Linked DNA regions of Capsicum annuum: region 1 is linked to region 2. The links are chromatin contacts, called in public Hi-C maps. All regions are on one chromosome and are shown on one strand. The core of a region is the stretch at or near the end of the contact, and the rest is flanking DNA. Distances in the headings are between cores, read along the strand shown.

The links. A called contact is a pair of places that touch in the nucleus more often than the background predicts.
Region 1: a contact with region 2 is called in a Hi-C map of placenta, with 2.8 times the contacts expected there. The contact joins the promoter of LOC107869683 here to the enhancer-like site in region 2. A contact is called at or near these places in 3 of 5 Hi-C or Micro-C datasets (bud, leaf and placenta).

The regions. Positions count from the first base shown.
Region 1 is chr4:132,663,528-132,667,836 of UCD10Xv1.1, reverse strand. It overlaps LOC107869683, which reads left to right and starts at 2,185. Exons shown (of 1, transcript XM_016716168.2): 1 at 2,185-3,236. The coding sequence starts at 2,381. The coding sequence ends at 2,977.
Region 2 is chr4:132,622,381-132,626,796 of UCD10Xv1.1, reverse strand. No RefSeq gene overlaps it. Among protein-coding and RNA genes, the nearest start is that of LOC107869683, 41 kb to the left of the region's middle. Within about 2 kb of position 1,881, at least 1 of the 5 cell types and tissues checked has an H3K27ac peak or open chromatin away from gene starts, as enhancers often do.

The DNA.
Region 1 (4,309 bases), core at 936-3,435, 41 kb before region 2:
CATGTTTAAATGGTGGATGATTGATTTTCTAACCCTCAACTTCTTCACCATTTTTGTCAGCATACTAGAATTCAACATGTGTATATATATATATCTTCTTTGTTTTCATTCAAAATCATTCTTTAGAGTCAAAATTTAGGCTCAGACATTAATAAGTTGGATCAAAATCAAAGCTTTATGATCACTATTATATATTTTTTTTTAGTTCACAGGCCGTAGATGAATGTCGGTTGGCGTTACAGAATTTCTTGTGTAAAGGTTAGGTTTAATTGTATTATTTTGATATATTTATTATCTTATTGTTTTATTTTAATTTATAGATGTTAGATGAGTGTGGGTCGACTTTAATTTTTTTTTGGGTAAAAGTTAGGCTTAATTATATTATCGTAATATCTCTATTAGTTTGTTATTTTGTGGTAGTTTACAATTTATAGAAGAATCTCGATATCACTTTTATCATATTATTTTATTGCAATTTACAGGTGATAGATAAATATTGATCGGTTTTGAGAAATTTTTTTTATGTAAAAGTTAGGTTTAGTTGTATTATTTTGATATCTCTATTATCATATTATTTTGTAATTGTTTACAGGTGATAGATTAGTGTCGGACGACTTTAAGAATTTTTTTGTTGTAAAGATTAGATTTAATTATATTATTTTGATGTCTCTATCATTGTATTATTTTAATGTAATGGTAGATGAATGTCGATTGACTTTTAAAATTTTTTTTGATAAAAATTAAATTTAATAAATAAATTCTCCATCTTTACATACTCAAAAGATACTAAATTTAATTATTATATGTATCTTTATTATTTAAATAAATATCTTATTTAATGTAACGTTGGGTACACCTAAACTAGTACAAGTAAAATAACAAAAGAGAATTACTTCGAGACCTGCGTCTGTCCAGCCAGACCTTTGACTCATAAATGAAACAAACAAATAATTTAATTTAATCCAATATAATCTATATCTATAATTTATATCTATCTATATCTATAATTTATAATCTACAATCTATAATCTATATCTATATCTATAATATATAATATATTAAAAGTATGAAAATCCGTATAAAAGTAATTTGAACTTTTTGCCTTTCATTAAATGTCTTTGTTTTAATAAAATTGGTTTTTCACTATTTTTTTTACTAATATTTAAGAGTTAAAAATTAATTAAATATATTTTTGATAAAACTTTTCCATATTAGAAGTCATCAAAATTGATGAATCCTAAACATATTGTAAAAGAAAAATAAACATAGACTTAGTTTTGGTTTAAATTGAAATTTCTTATGTATATAAAAAAAGGATTCCTAAAATTGTAATAACAAAAAAGGAAAAAAATTGGTAACAATGGCACGTACATGACTACTGTATATGATTTTGTGTAGTTTTAAAATTCACTTAGACTTTGAATTCTTTTCACCGATTAATTAATATCACTTATATATTTATAATAAAATATTTTCTATTAGAAGTCATCAAAATTAATAAATTCTAAACATATGATAAAAGAAAAATAAACAAACTTAATTTTGGTTTAAAAAGAAATTTCTTATATAAAAAAAGGACTTCAAAAATTATAACGGGAAAAAAGGAAAAAAAATTTGGTAGCAAAGTATAATGACTATTGTATATGATTTTTGTGTAGTTTTAAAAATCACTTAGGCTTTGGATTCTTTCCATCCATTAATTAATATCACTTATGTAAATTGTCTCTTTAATTAGTTCTAAGACCATTCCTTTAAAACTATCGTAGGGAAAAAATATTTTGGATTTAGAGTTTTTTATCAATTAAAATTTTGATAATTTTTAGGATTTAAGTGACAAATTTGCTTGTAATTGAAGTGAATTTTTAAAATTTTTAGTTTATTCGTGAGGTTTATAATAATAATTAATTGTTTAATCTTCATAGGCAATTGCTAATTGAGATTTTTTTTTAAAATCTTTGTTTATAATATTTTGGATATGTTTTTACTTATAACTGAAATAATATGGTAAAATATATATCTGTTTACATTAAAATATATACTTATGTTTATATTATTATACTAAATTTTGAAAATTTTTTGAAAAGTAATTTAAACTTTTATATTTTATTAAAATTTTTTGTAATAAATAAAAAATTATTTAATTTTAAATAATCAAACTTGCACGTGGATTAAACTATTAAAATAAAAAATAAAGAAGTACTCGTTGTATTAATGGAGCAATCCTTCACATCTCCATCAACATACCTTCCCTTCTCTTACCCTTTCTTTCTTCGCCCTAAATTTCTCCCCCTTTCCCTCACCAATCACTAAAAGATTCAGAAGGGAAAAAATCAGAGCATAAGGAAAAAAGATTTAAGAAGAAATTAGAGGAATTTACAATATGGGAAATGGATATAATAATCATCATGAACAGCAGCTTTATCACCATATTCGCAATGGAAGCACGACTTTCTTCTTGCCAATGCTTTGTAGACTTTCAATCAAAGATGTAAAATTACACAACTCCAAACATCCTCCTCCTTCTTCTTCTACACACTCTCGTGATAATCGCAATGAACCATGTTCCCCAAAAGTGAGCTGTATGGGCCAAGTCAAAAGAAACAACAGAGTCAATGGCTTTCCCACAACCGCCATAACGGGTCCAGTAAATCCCAAAGTGAAGTACACTAAATTGAAGAAATTATTCTCCGCCAAAAATTTTACTCCTCGTAATAGCAACGATGGACAAGTACTTAAGAGAAGTGTAACTGTTGTTGATTCACGAAAATCTACGAAGCTCAATGATAAACTTGTTCATGTTGAAGTGAATATAAGTGAATTGGATCCGCCGTTGCCGGTGGTGAAGAAGGTAAATCTGGCGCCAGTAGACGGTGGTTTATGGAAGAGAAGATCTGCCGGGGCTGCATTGAAAAGTTTACAGATCCAACAAATTCATTTACCTGCCCACAACAATTTAGTGCAACCCACCACTTTCTAAAGGGACAACCCAATCTACTAAACTCTCGCTATCTGCAAGTTCCGAGAAGAATCGAACACAAGGATGCATCTTGTGAGGCTTTTTCCACTGTCTCTCCTCAGTAACTACTACTTACAAAATTTACTCTAGAATTTTTTGTAAATGATTCTTTTTTCTTTTCTTTTTTTTTTTTTTGAAATTTTATTTAGTGTAGTCAATAATAGATTTACATGTAATACAGTAGCAATTTTATTGTGTTTTCTTAATTTTTTAAAAATCATTTATATTCTCTCACTGGAATTTTCAATTTCAAACATTAATTATGATCTGGTAGGGTACAGATTGAACGTGTTTGGTAAGACGGATAATTTAGAATGAGATAAATAAATAGTGTGTGTTGGGAGGAAAATAATTTTTAACATTTTCATGTTTAATTGGTTTAAGTATTTTGAAAAATCTATTTAGAAAAAGTATTTTTTTTAAAGATGAAAAAAAAAAAAAGATTTTTCTAGATGTGAATAAATAAAATAAGTGTTATAAATGATACATGATATTCCTAGTTTATTGTTCAGTATCTGGTGGTGCAACACCTTCAATTCACATCTCTTGATCATCTCACCGTCCGGCTCCTGAACTTTCACCCTTATTTTGTTAGTAAATGTCGAAGGCCCGTTTTATATTTTAATATGTTTTAGTTATTTTAAGTTGTTAACTGTCATAATTTATAATATTTTTATTTAATTTTTAAATAAAAATGTTAACTCTTTTTGTTTAAATTTTTGTGACTTTGATAGTCAGTTATATTTTAAAAATAATTTAAATTTTTTATTATTGAGATTTATAATACCTCTTTTTTATTCCTATGTAAAGACATTGATATAATTTTGAAAGTTAACCAAATATTTTATATATGTAAAAAAATTTAAATTGTTAATTATTGTGATATTATAGTACTTTTTAAAAAAAATTTAAATCTATAACAGATTAATTTTTTTAAAGATATTTTAAGCTATTAACTACTGTAATTATAGTACTTTTTATGTACTTTTCAAATACTCCCTCCGTTTAAAAAATAATGACTTACTTTTCTTTTTTGTTCATTTAAAAAAGAATGACTCATTTCTTTTTTTAATAATACTTTAATTTCAACTTTTCACATGGCATGTTTAGGACCACAATATTAAAGAACATTTTGGTACATTTAACACAACTTTAATTTAAAGCCCCACAAGATTCAAAAATCTTCTTTACTTTCTTAAATTTTGTGTCAAGTCAAAGTAGGTCATTCTTTTTTAAACGGAGAGAGTAATACATGTTACTCTCTTTTGTTCAAACTTTTGTGACATAGTAAAT
Region 2 (4,416 bases), core at 632-3,131:
AAAAAACTTATAATCTTTTTGATTGAATAATTATCAACTAAATGCAACAATTGAAATTTAAAACTTGTTAAAATAATATTTATTTAAAAAATATAATAAATATTAAATTGTAGATTATCTTGAGAATTTTCTTTTGGATTATATGGCTAAGGTGAGAAGTAGTGCATTTTAAAGAGAAAAAAAAAAGATTGAATGGAAAATTGGACCACAAAAAGAGATAGGTTTCGGATGATGAATTTATATTTTATATTATTTTTTTACTCAATTTATAGGATTATTATATAGGTTTTAAACTTTTTATTTTTATTTTTAAAAAGATTTTACACCACTAAATTTAAAAATTGATCAAATTATCCCAAAAATATTATTTGTAACATAATTTCTTATTAAATTTAAAATGTATAGTTATACTCCTTTAGTATTTTCAATTGTTTTAAAAAATTTAGTTTCTTTATAATATAAATTAATTATCTTTCATACTTTTCTCTCATTTCGTTTCTTTGTTTATTGAAATAATTATTAATTATTTATTCATGTATTTTGAATTTATGTAACATTAAATTTTTAGTGAATCAGGAAAAAATTATCAAACTAAGTTTGATCGTAAATGAAGAAGTATACTCCTACATAATGAAAGAAGTATATTCCTACATATACGAAATGACTATGTGTTTTTCAAATTTTTCTTCCAAATTATTTTCAAGTAGTGTATTAAAGACGGAGGTCTTTTCATATACAATTTGAGAGTATTTTAATATTTTATTACAAAAAAACAATTTGGAACAAAATTTATGATCTTTCTGATTGAATAATTTTTAATTAAATGCAATAATTAAAATTTAAAACTTGTTAAAATAATATTAATTGAAAATAGTATAATAAACATTAAATTGTAGATCATCTTGACGATTTTCTTTTGGGTTATATGGTTAAGATGAGAAGTGAGAAATAGTACATATTAAAAAAGAAAGAAAAGATTTAATGAAAAATGGAGCCCACAAAAAGAGATAGGTTTTGGAAGAATAATTTATATTGTGAAAATACTATAATACCCTTGGTCATCCTCCAATTCACTCTTAACCCGAGCCCAAACTCAAAATAACGTAATTTTAATCAAATGAAATAAGTGTAATTTATATTATTTTTATTGCATAATTAATTTAGTATAGTTGCATTTAATCATGTGTTTTTATAAGTATCTTAATCATTATGTTCCTTAGTTAAATAATTGAATAAGTTGTAAAGAAAAAATAATAATCATGAGAAAGCAAGTTTAGCAAGAAATTAACAAATGCTAAAGAGAGACAAGTGATTTGATATTATATAAACTAACACGACAAATCATGATATTTGCAACTATATAGATGGAGAAATATATTTCTTGATATTATTAATTTTCAGTCATTATTTTGGTATGTCATATTATTTTTCTATGTCGTGAGTTTATGCTAGTTGAATGTGATGAGTCTTATCTTGAATGAAATTCAAGAAAAATATTATTAATTTCAAAAACTTTTAATTAAGTGATCTAAAATATTATGTACAGTTATTTTTTTCTTAAACTCGTAAAAAAGAGTATAGAGGAAAACATATGATATTAAATCATTTAAATGTAAATTACTTTACTACTATATATAAGTGTGATGAAGCACACAACTCTTGGTCGTCATGCTAACTTGACGACTAAGGGGCAATTTTGGAATATAAAAAATAGGTGTTTTGATTGTGGTGTACCAAAATGTTATAATGGTCATATTTTTTCTTTGTTAGATAAAAAAATCACACGATAATATTTATGTACTTATTTGTCCTGTTAAACAAAGCACTATTTTTAATATTGGGGATCCCACCCAGTACTGATACTAATTGATCTACGCGCCTTATGCATTTTTTAGTAGCTGGAGTATTGTCCTCCATTGAGTTTCAATGACACGCGCTTCAGCTGCAGCTATTTTAAATTGACTCATTCAACAAAAGTGGCCCCTTAAACTTTTACAATGATGGTTCATACTATTTCTTTTATCTCCTTAGCATTTTAGGAGGTCATGAGTTGTAGTTTTTAAAATATTTTAAGGGAAAATGTTCTATTACCATCTTGAATTATATACGAAAAGGTTGAGACACATCCGAACTTTAGGAGGGTCGTATTACCCTCATAGACTAATTAAAATCATATTTTTAACAACCTTAGTGCCAACATGGCTCACACGTGTGTCTACGTGGACTCTTCAGTATGTTGTGTCACGTATGTGCCACGTAGACACTAAGGTTGTCAAAAATACGATTTTAATTAGTCCAGGGGTAATAGGACCCTTCTAAAGATCGGGTGTGTCTCAGCCTTTTCGCGTATAGTTCAAGGTAGTAATAGAGTATTTTCTCATCTTTTAATTGAAAGTAGTAATAATCATTTAATTTAGGTTTTGAGAATTGAGATCATTTACACACCATTTAATAATTTTAAAAATTATGAATGCATTTAGTATTTCTATCAAGGGTAAAATGAGAAATATATGTATAAAATACTCTTGATTTTAAGATTTGGACAACTTAATTGAAGCAAACAATTTTAAAAAGGTCAATTAATACGAAACGGATGGAGTATTATACTTCCTCTGTCCACTTTTACTTGTTATTAATTTTTTAATTAAATTTCTACTTTTACTTTTCATTTTTGACATATCAAGAGAAGACAATTTCTTTTTTTCCTATTTTACTCTTAACATTAATTGTTGTTTTTTCAAATTAACTTCAATATACAATATAAGCATCATTAAATAAGGGCACTATCGTAAAATAGTCATGCTATTAATTATTTTTTCTTAATGAAAAAAGGCCTAAAATGTCCTTCAACTATGTGAAATGGTGAAAAATGACTTTCGTCTACCTATTGGACCTAAAATGTCTTTCTTGTCTAGCTTTCACGATGCTCCATAGAAATATATGATATACTAGTCAAGTGTACGTGTGTTGAACATGTATTTCATGTTAAGCCATCAATCGATATGAAATATATAAAGAAAAATATTTATTAAAAATAACAATTGACTTTAAAAATCAAAGATAAACAACTTTATGCATCCAGGCATACGTGAAGTATTGGTATCTTAATCGTCTCCAACAACGTATACTATCACACAACGGATGATTAAAAAAATAATATATAGTAATAGATCAGAAACTACAATAAAACAATATGATAAAATCTAATCTTTATACAAAAATCCATCAAAGTTTGACCGAACATTCATCCACCACCTGTAAACTACAAGATATGATTAAACCCTAACCTTTATAAAAGAATCTCTCAAAATCCGATCCAATGTTCATCTACCTATGTTAAGCAGAAAAATAACAGATAATAACATTACAGAAAATACAATAATCGAGATATTAGAACAATACCATTAAAGCTAACTTTAATACAAAAAATTCTTCAAAGTCCGATCAAGCAACCATCTACAATATAAACTTGAATAGAATAGAAATTATAGTAACAAAATAATATGATAATCAAGATATTAGAACGATTAAATGTAATCTTTTGTGATTATAAACACTTCCTTCAAAGCTTATGAAAAAAGTAGTTATAAGAATATCTCTTCCACCAACATTACTTAAATAGATGTAGTTTCTACAAGGTAATATTTTAAGTGATTTAGAAGTGTAAGATATTAGAACTTTTTACATAACTAAAAAGGAAAAAAACTTAATAATAATAAAATTTATAGTTCACTTTTATTTACCATATTATTATAAAATATTGATAAGGTAAATATTTCTTGCAAATTAAATTGGAATACCCATAAATATTAACTATAGTCTAACAATTTGAAATGACATTTTCCTAATATAGAGAAAACTCCTATATTTAAAAGAATTCGAAAGTGGCTAAAGTTTTTATTTTTTTTTCATAGTTAATTTTTCTTACAAATTTAACTATATTACAAAATTTAAGGAAGGAAAGATTTATTATATAAAATTTAGTTAATTTAAAAGTTTTAAATATGAAAAAAAATAGAGAAAAGATGATTTTATCTATTATAGACTTTTTTAATTAAGAATAAAAAGTTTAAATCGCTTTTGTAGTGGTCTTCATCTTTAATATATAGACTAATGTACATGCTTTGCAAGTGTGCATATTGACAATTAATATAAATTAAGAAGAACAATTGTTTAAAAATAGTTGTTGACATTACACTAATGAAATAAATATAATCCTATTTGTTATAGAGTGTTCCTATTAGATACTTTTTAATTTTGAAATTCTTTTTCAACTTATTCGAACAAGTTAACCACATAAAACTTATCGCCTTCTTTAGAGGTTTATGCATGTAATCAAAGGAGATGACAACTTGAGTCATAAGTGACTATAGCTACGAACACTTTATAATATATTTAGTGCTTAATTGAAATAAA